2 separate regions of the Rattus norvegicus genome follow, and region 2 is linked to region 1. A link is a contact called in public Hi-C data. All regions are on one chromosome and are shown on one strand. Each heading gives the region's core, a stretch centred on a gene start, on an enhancer-like site or on the middle of the called end of the contact. The rest is flanking DNA. Distances are from core to core; before and after follow the strand shown. Region 1 holds the start of Gtf3a (general transcription factor III A). Region 2 has its middle 35 kb from the start of Gtf3a.

The links. Hi-C and Micro-C count contacts between places; a contact is called where the count stands out from the background.
Region 2: a contact with region 1 is called in a Hi-C map of liver, with 2.6 times the contacts expected there. The contact joins the enhancer-like site here to the promoter of Gtf3a in region 1. A contact is called at or near these places in 3 of 12 Hi-C or Micro-C datasets (kidney and liver).

The regions. Positions count from the first base shown.
Region 1 is chr12:13,255,796-13,260,745 of GRCr8, reverse strand. It overlaps Gtf3a (general transcription factor III A), which reads left to right and starts at 2,159. Exons shown (of 9, transcript NM_001113570.1): 1 at 2,159-2,511; 2 at 4,070-4,170. The coding sequence starts at 2,317.
Region 2 is chr12:13,291,023-13,295,972 of GRCr8, reverse strand. No RefSeq gene overlaps it. Among named protein-coding and RNA genes, the nearest start is that of Gtf3a, 35 kb to the right of the region's middle. Within about 2 kb of position 2,067, at least 8 of the 93 cell types and tissues checked have an H3K27ac peak or open chromatin away from gene starts, as enhancers often do. A contact at or near this core is called in liver, where this site is marked.

The sequences.
Region 1 (4,950 bases), core at 910-3,409:
CAGAGTTAACATTAGAATGCAAAGGCCCTAGGGCAATCCACCACAGGCCAGGGTTAGAGTTTTCCTGAAGGACTGACTGAGACAAGATCCTTTAGGGCTTTAGGGTCTGGGGTCTTACCTGGCTGCTGGCCAGAGGTCACCTTAGTCCTTTACCACATAGACTTCCCCAACACAGGAACTTCCAAAGTGTTCACTGCCAAGAATTTCACTGAAGGCAAGAAAGATGTCATGTGAACCACTTCACATAGGGCTAAGTAATTAAAACACAGCAGCTCACCTGAAGTGATCATTTCATACCACTGTGGGCCACAGACATTCTAATAGTTATTCAAAGAAAACATGGATTTCACAGAAATTAATTAATTGACTCAGGTCAATTAGGAGATAGGATGCCAAGTCAGGTCACAGAACCCCCGAAGCCCACGCCTCTGACTCACAGCAGGGTAGCTGAATCACCAGTACACCGGGTCATTTATATAACGTCTCCTTTCCAAGCTACCCTCTCGAGACCAGACACCTGACTTTGCTGATGACAACAGCCCCGTTGTATACATTCAGTATTTCAGAATTTTCTCTCCAATCCACTCTATTACCACTCCTCCTTTAGTATCATATTTTCCCTCTCCCGCGCTGGCTCAAAAAAGTGATCACTATGACTCTTTCTAGTCATAGACAATGTTAGAGCTGGTAGGACCTGCTTCTGAAAGGGACTTCTTCCTCAATTATGGGCTGTGGTGTGCTGAAAGGGTAAGGGTTTTCGATATGTGCCATCTGATGACATCACAGATGTCAGCTGAATTGGAAGGTCTTGGTGGAATAAACAGGAGACAGGGTTTCTTTGTGTAGCCTTGGATGTCCTGGAATTCATTCTGTAGACCAAGCTGGCTTTGAATTCAGAGATTCACCTGTTTCTGCCTCCATTGTGGGATTAAAGCTAGTTCTGTCTGGGTTCATCTTTAGCTTTGACACTTAAGACTCACAATCCTCCTCCCCATCCCCCAACCCAACCCCCAACCCTGGGATTGGTATGTTTGGGTCTGGAAAGAGCCTGAATCCTAGCTGAGCCAAATATTGTCTAACCAAGGTTATTAACTAAGAGGAGAAAAAAATTATGTAAAGTCCAGGCTGCTTGACTGAGACCAAAGTCCTTGGAAAACAAGAGTCACAGGGGAAGGACCTCAGAATCTTCTAGAAGCTGATGTTCAGAGAAAAGGAGAAACAGAAGACTGGAGCTGGAAAAGAGTGTCCGCTGATGGAGTAGAGCGGACAAGAAAGCGAGAAAGGGAAGAGGGACCGGAAAGAAGAAAGAGACAGTCAGCAATCTGCACATGCGCATGGGGCATAAGCATGCGAACCCAACAACAATGACCTGTCAACAAGTGCTGAGACCCCTGTAGCCCTCTGTTCAGTCCTTTTTCATTTGAATTGCTTTGACGCGAGGGAATTAAGTACATTCAAACCTTCTGCAGTAAAGATATCCATTAGCCAAAAAAGCTTAAAGATTTCCCATGGTTATCTTCATCCACTAACAGTAAGACCGGTTCAGCCCTTCATAGATGCACAGCACTTTTTTTTTCTTTTCTTTTTTTCCGGAGCTGGGGACCGAACCCAGGGCCTTACGCTTGCTAGGCAAGCGCTCTACCATTGAGCTAAATCCCCAACCCCTGCACACCACTTTTTAAGGAAGGATTCACAGAGGTTATTTTTCAGTCTCTGCCATTATGGAGGTTAAATCAGGCTGAGGGAAAAGTGGAAATCCCACAGCTAAAAATACCCCCAAACACTAAGGACTCAGTGACACAAAGAGAAAGTTGACAAAACAACAACCAACACAACTGACGTCAGAAATTAAGGTTTAATTGGTCCGGGTTAAGTTCTGGGCTTTGGAATTTTGAAAAATTTCCACGTGACTCGAAGGAGCAGACAAGCTTGGGTTCCACTACGTTCTGAGGCTTGTGTCAGGATGCAGAGGGCAAAACTGGAATGTGAAGAACAGGCCACCTTAAGTCATGTCGGGTTAATATTTGGGACGTTTAAGCAGCGCTTCCTGTTTCCCTAAGACACGAACCAGGAGACCAGAGCCTGGCTGCCCGGCTCAGTCGAAGAGTCCTTGATGCGCATGTGCGGCCAGGCTACGCGACCGAGCCTCTCAGGGCATGCGCAATCCTGGCGCATGGGGTTTAATGGGCGGGACCTGGCGCCTTTGCGGGCCGCGTTCCCGGAAGTGTCGGGTCTCTGGGCGCCGGTAGCTTGTGTCCCGCGTTCCGGGGACAGCACGTGGCTGCCCCGCCTCGGCCCGGGCGCAGTTGCGTCGCCCTGGAGCCGCGGGTCTCGGTCGCGGAAGCGGTGTCGTCCCTGACCATCGCGGACGCGTTCGTTCGGGCCTGTGTGGGCCCCGCCCCGCCGCGCCCCGCGCTCCCCAGCAGGTTCATCTGCTCCTTTCCTGACTGCAGCGCTAGTTACAACAAAGCCTGGAAGCTAGACGCGCACCTCTGCAAGCACACGGGGGAGGTAACCTGGCCGCGGGTGTGCATGGTGGAGCCTGGCGCAGAGGTTGGGTCCTGGACTTGGCCGGGGCAGGTGCTCAGCAAAGACTGAGGTCTAGGACGTCAGGGTTTCTTGCAAGCAACAAGTGTGCACCCTTTCAATTGCAGGCGGGCTTTGGTCAAGTACCAAGGCTATGTGGGTTAGAGTGAACAGGAAAAGCCTTCCTGTTTGGCCCTTTCCCCTGGCTCCTCTATTTTGTTTTATGCACCTTGGTTTCTTTCTCTTGGCAGACTTGCCAACCCACTGTCATCATAACATCTTTGTGACTTTACCCCCGTTTCTCCTTGAACATTCTCTTCCTACATTTTGGCCTTTCTTTGTCCCTGTGTCCGAGTTAGAGCTTGCATTTTAGACCAGAATGCTGTTCTTTGGTTGGACAATTAAAGTTACGGTTTGTCATCATTATCATTATTGAGACAGGGTTTCTCTGTGTAGCCCTGGCTGTTCTGGAACTCACTTTGTAGGCCGGACTGGTCTCCAACTCAAGAGGTCCGCTTGTCTCTGCCTCCTAAGTGCTAGTATTTAAGGCGTGCACCACCACACCTGGCTTTGAAGTTGTGTTTATTGTTCCAGATTGGACAATAATTTGACTAGTACGGGTCCTACTGTAGGACTGGATCTGAACAAGGTTCTTTGACTTTATGCTGAGCAGTGCGGCTCACTTACGTCTTCCTGTCCACTGGCAGTCTAGTACTGTGATGAAAGTCTTGGATCTCAGAGTATTCCCATAGTTAGGAAATATCCAATTGGATGTTGGGATATGCTGTAGCTTTACTGTGGGTTTCATGACAGCATCCCCTCCCCCACATCTGGGAGCCAAATTGGAGATCGCAGTTAGGGCTGGGAGATGTTTCCTTCGTTTACCTTTGCACCTATGAGCTTTTTCAGCTGTGACACATTTTCCTGTCTTTGTGCCTGATCTCTCTTACTGTAGACACAGAGGTCACCTGTGATGAGACACAGCCTGCTCCTTCTTCTGCCTCTCCTCCTTGGTGGTAAAATGGTATTATGGCAGAGAGATGCGCAGACAGGCTATCTGGGCTCATGTCAAATCAAACTTGAGAAGGGGTCTCCTGGGGAAGCCTGTGTCCCAAAGGAGCAAGCTAACCTACCTGCCTGTCAGATGCTGTCCATCCACAGAACAATAATAATCTGTGTGCTATGGTGACTCGTGAAAAGATGGGGCGTTTTTTGATGTGGAACTCGGTGCAGCAGAATTAAGTCCTGCCCAAGTGCGGCAGGCATCTTTCTGAATGGACACGTCCCTGGAAGGAAGTGTCTGGTGTTGCCTGCCACAAATCAGACTTTTAACAACATAGAGCTGATGAGATGGCTCAGTGGGGAGGGACCAGACCTGAGGACCTTAACTGGATTCCTGGAACCCAAAGTGTAGAAGGAAAGAACTCCAGGAAGCTGTCCTCTGACCTCCACAAGAATGCAGTGGTACAAACATGTCCCCCTCCCCACAGAAATAACTTTAAAAAAGTAAACACTTCCTTTCCTCCCCTTTTCTTTCTGCTAGAGGCCGTTCGTTTGTGACTATGAGGGCTGTGGCAAAGCCTTCATCAGGGACTACCATCTGAGTCGACACATCCTGATTCACACCGGAGAAAAGCCATTTGTGTGAGTAGGGGCTGACTGGCCACGGGAGTAGGTTGTGTCGTGTAGCCCCGGCAGGATGATGGCTGATTCTTAGGAGGAAGGACAGAGGGTGGGCTGGTGAGATGGCTTAGCGGGTAAAAGTACTTGCCACCACGCTTGACAGCCTGCGTTTGATCTTCAAAAGTGTTGTCTGTGGCTCAGACTGGCTCTCTCTTGTCACAGGCAGGTGACTTTATGACAGTGGTCATATCCCTTACTGTGTCATCGAGTGGCCTCTGCTGTTCTCTTACCTTCCCCTTTATGCTTGGCTCCCAGACATGACACTGGTGTGGCTTTGCTTAGCAACAATACTTCTTGTCCCTACCCTTGCCCCTGCCTCTGCCCCTGCCGTTTGGTGCCTGCCAGAACTTGTGACCCTGTTCTGCCCTGGGCTTGTGTTTACATGCCTGTGTTAGATGCTTACGCATTGGCTTGTGTCCTGACTGGAATTCAGAAGTGGAGTTGAAAGGTGTGGGGTACTCCAGGCTCCTTAGGGATCTGGGCTCCAAATTGGTCTCTGGGTCCCATTCTCATCTTAGGGCTTCAACCCTGTTTAGGGTCTTGCTGTGTCAAGGAGGGCAAGAGATGTGTTGTGTGCATTTTTTTTTTTTTTTTTTTTTTGGTTCTTTTTTTCGGAGCTGGGGACCGAACCCAGGGCCTTGCGCTTCCTAGGCAAGCACTCTACCACTGAGCTAAATCCCCAACCCGTGTTGTGTGCATTTTAGGCACCATGAGGCCACCTCTGTTTGCAGGGGCAGAGGT
Region 2 (4,950 bases), core at 818-3,317, 35 kb before region 1:
ATAAATGAGACATCATCAGCTACCATCTAGTGAGCGCTCTGGGCCAGCCACTCTGCCTTTTTCCTACAAAATTTCATTCCCTTTTGAGAACTCTACACACGCACGCACGCATGCACACACACACGCGCGCGCGCACACACACACACACGCGCGCACACACGCGCGCGCGCACACACGCGCACGCACACACGCACGCACATGCACACAGACTATAAAGGAAAAATTTAATGTCTAATTGATGTTCCCATGACAGCCAGAGCTCTAGGGTAGGCATGTTAAACCTCAAACTTAAGTGAACTTGCTCCCTACAAGGTGATATAACTGTAAACAGACACTTAATGCTTCCATGGTGCATGCCCCCTCTCAATTCTCCTATAAATGTCCTGTTTAATACCTAAGGTGTCTGATGGCTGTGGGCTATAGCGCTCTCTGCTGTGAGCAGACAGTAGCTCTCGGCAGTTCAGGCAAAGCACCACATTCCTGGGCCACTCCTGCTTCCCATTGGTCTGGAAACATTGTCCCTCCGGGTCAACACTTCCTTGCAGCTTTATCTGTCCCGGGTTCCAGGCCCCAGCCGTATTTGTCCAAATTAGAGTCCGTTTACTTTACAAACCACACTGGAGCTTCGCTGGACACCCAGCAGCTGCTCCCCTGACGTCCCCAGCAGGGCCCTTGTTTGCAGTCAGCAAACAGACCGCCCTGAACCAGCCACTGTGTCTCTTGGCTGCGGAGCGGGTGCAGCAGGCAGCCGGAAGTGGTCCACTCTTTTCCCCACCGCAGGCAGACTGTTCCCTTGGTTCATGAGCTCTCGAGAGAAATAAGTTAAAAAAACAAAACAAAACTGAAAGAATCCAGAGACGAGATGTTTGTAGGGAAATGTGCAAAGATGTTAACAGAAAGCAAAAGGAAAGATCTCGAAAAGGGTGCCCGCTGCCCAAGTGTTACATGGCTGCTTGGTTCTTATTCCACTAAGGCACCCTACCTTCTTGTCCGCCATAGAAATAAATGGAGCAGACTGCTTTGAACAAGCGTTAGCAGGAGGGCTGGTGGGACTGGTGTCCTGGGTCCCCTCCAAGAGGTTTAAGCTGTATGCAGCATCTAAGTGTCCTAGCTACATATAGAAAGGAGATAAGGGGGGCTGGGGATTTAGCTCAGTGGTAGAGCGCTTACCTAGGAAGCGCAAGGCCCTGGGTTCGGTCCCCAGCTCCGAAAAAAAGAAAAAAAGAACCAAAAAAAAAAAAAAAAAAAAAAAGAAAGGAGATAAGGAATGTATTAGGAAGGATAATCCAGCTAATGAGCTTAAGGGACTGAGAATTGGCAGCCATTAGCATCTTTGGTGGGGGAAATCAAGACACAGTCTCTCCGTGTATCCCTGACTGTCCTGGAACTCCATCTGTAGACCAGGCTGGCCTCAAATGCACAGAAATCCACCTCCCTCTGCCTCCCAAGTGCTGGGTTTAAAGGCATGGGCCACCACTGCCAACTGTTTCATAAGTAATGACCAGGTTGTGCCTCAGTAAAAATGTACCACGTTGACACACCCTGAGTGGGAAACCCTGTACATGCTACACACACCGTGCTGTAGCATGTGGCTGGGGCCCAACGTGATCAACTGCAGGGTACACTAGGAGCTGAGATCACTGCTCCCCGCCAGCATCATCAAAGAGCATCAGATTGCATGTCACTGGCCTGGGAGACGAAGCCACATTCAAAACTTCCAACTACCCATTTCTACTGAAAGGATCTGGCTTTCGTGTCTTTGGGTGAAGCCACTCTCAAGTGGACCACTGCAAGTCAAGAACCATCAGCCTTCCGCTTGCCCTGTTTTTTTTTTTGTTTTGTTTTGTTTTGTTTTGTTTTTTTCTTTTTTTTACAGAGCTGGGGACCAAACCCAGGGCCTTGCGCTTGCTAGGCAAGCGCTCTACCACTGAGCTAAATCCCCAACCCCCTGCTTGCCCTGTTATGGGGCTGGTTTCATTATGAGGGATCCTTCCGGACAGGCAACTGGTGGCTTGGGATGTTTGCCTGTACCCTACTCGGATGTGACATGGACTTTGACAGGCAGGGACACACAGTTCCTGATCCGGAGAAGCTGAGCCAGCAACCACCCTAGGCTGTTCAGGGTCACCTGATCCCACACACCGTGTCTTCACCCATACGGGGGTGTTTGTGTCTCTCAGTCTTCTTACATTTGAGCAGCTCAAGGGTTCAGCACTCCATGTTTATTATTTGGTTCCACCGGCAAAGTCCCCGACAGGCGTTGAGCTGGAAACCGAGCATCCTTAGTCCTCCCCAGCCCTGACATGTAGATGTCAGACAGCGAGGTGAGTGGAATTGGCTGAATAAGGCCTGCTGGGATTATAGACTACTCTGTAGGCTTGCTTTGTCTGCACAGATCCATGGTACCTACGCTCCTCTCCCTCAGTCACCGAGGTGCCCCACCTACTCTGAAGAGTGCTGGAAATCACTGACCTGCTCTTGTGGGTTTGGCAAGGAAGACCTTAAAACAGCCTTCCTTGACTCTCCCCTGTGTCTCCTCTGTAAAGGAATGCTGGAGGGAGGGAGCGGGGGGGGGGGGAGTCAGGGGGGCTGTCTGAGTCAGTGAGCAGTAGGCTTGTTATACCCCAATCTCCAAGCCCATCCCTAGACAGTCTGGTGCCTAGAAGTGCCATTTCCTAGGGTCATTAAAGAGAAGGCCACTTTCTACTTGGCTTTTCTGGTCCAGTCAGCTCTCGACACACAGAGCACATAGGCCCAGCCTCTGGAGAGAGCCTGGTCTGTGAGTCAACATGTGTCTCAAACCTCCCATTTTATCTGATGACTCCCAGTTGGCAGACATTTATAGATGCAGCCAATCCCCTGAGGTGTCGTTATGTGCTCACGTCACAAGACAAACTAACACGGCCTTGCTTAATTTCCCCTCATTCTCTGGGGTTCAGGGTCCACCGCTCTCCTTGATTTCACACTGGGCTTTCTTTACTCCATAGTGAGCAGCGGGTGGCGCTGTGGGGCCAATAACTGTTTTCCGGCCCTCTGTGGTCCTCCCCCCCCCCCCCCCCCCCCGCATCAGGCTAGGGGGTTTGGGGGATCCCTTCCTTAGAGATGCTCAAGCCCCTTGTGTGACCCTTATAGATCCAAAACCCAACCCCTCCCATTCAACCCTTTCTAGATTTCTTTCTTTTTCTATTTGGTTTGGTTTGGTGTGATTTGAGACAGGATTTCTCTATATAGCCCTGGATGTCCTAGATTTCACTACGTAGTCCAGGTTGCCCTTGAACTCAAAGAACTCCACCTGCCTCTGACTCCCAAGTGCTGAGTTTAAAGGCATGCATCACCCCACCTAGGTAAATTTTTTTTCTTTTTCTTTTTTTCCGGAGCTGGGGACTGAACCCATGGCCTTGCACTTGCTAGGCAAGCGCTCTACCACTGAGCCAAATCCCCAGCGGTAATTTTTTTTTAAGGATTTACTTACCTGTGTGAGTATTTTGTATTTTGCCTGCAGGTCTGTACCTTGAGTTTTACAGATAGTTGTGAGCACCACGGAGGTGCTGGGCATTAAATCTGGGACCACCACAAGAGTAGCCAGTGCCGTTAACCTCCCAAGCGACCTTTCTCTCCGGCCCCTTATTTTTATTTTATTTTATTATTTTATTTATTTTTTTGAGATTGGTTGGTACAGATTTGGGACCCCTGGGAACATGTTTAGGCAGATGACACCCTCAGAGAGGTGGTGCTGAATCCCGGCTTGACCTGTCTCTTCCTCTCTGAGCAGCACATTTTCATGAAACTTCCGTCAATACCATTTCCCAAAGGCAGGGCATCGCCTTCAGTTCTGTCTACTCTAATAGAAACAATCAATAGTATTCCTTTGTCACTGAAGTGACGATCGACTGTATTGATTTAGATCAAGTGGCTAAGTGATATTGTCACCACCTCTCTACAAGGCGTTTCCCCAGTTAGTTTAAAACACAGCCTATCGGGACTGGGGATTTAGCTCAGTAGTAGAGCGCTTATCTAGGAAGCACAAGGCCCTGGGTTCGGTCCCCAGCTCCGGAAAAAAAGAACCAAAAAAAAAAAAAAAAAAAAAAACCACAGCCTATCCCCGACCCCGCGTCCCCGCAACCAAATTCAGAACATAAAAATTTAATAGTGTGTATTTAGGTAGGAAAAGGGAACTATTCTGGGTTTTTTTTTTTTTTTTTTTTTTTGGTTCTTTTTTTCGGAGCTGGGGACCGAACCCAGGGCCTTGCGCTTCCTAGGTAAGTGCTCTACCACTGAGCTAAATCCCCAGCCCCGAACTATTCTGTTTTTTAAAAAGTGATCTTTCATCTGGGAGATTCTTTTCGAGAATGAAATTGTATTAGCTTTTTAGATTTTCGTTGTTGTTGTTTTTGTTTTTTGTTTTACATAGCCATGGCTGTCATAGAACTCACTCTCTAGACCAGGCTGGCCTCAAACTCAGAGATCTGCCTGCCTTGGACTCCTGAGTGCTGGGATTAAAGATGCGTGCCACCACTGCCCAGCAAAACATTAGAATTTTATACTATATATTCCGATAATATCTTCACTTCTACTGAATTCACACTCACCTCCCCATCCAGTTGATTTCATTCCCTCTTTGTTTTTTAAATTTAAAGGTCCACCAACTCCAATTTGTGCCATCCATATACTTCTGGGTGTGGGGCCATCTACTGGGGTGTGGTTGACCTACCTGGAACCACAGAGTCTATTCTTAGAGATCAGCAATCTTTTCTTTGGAGTTTGCTTGTTGGCAGGGAATTAAACTCAGGGCCTCCCGCCTGCTTTGTCTCTAGGTGGAAAAAGATATTTTTACCATCGAGAAGATCTGTAACAACAAAGATTGTGTACCACCAACACTAAAGACAGGGTTTAAGGTAAAGAGGTACCTTCAAAAGACACTTCAAGTGCCCAATATATATTGGTACTGTT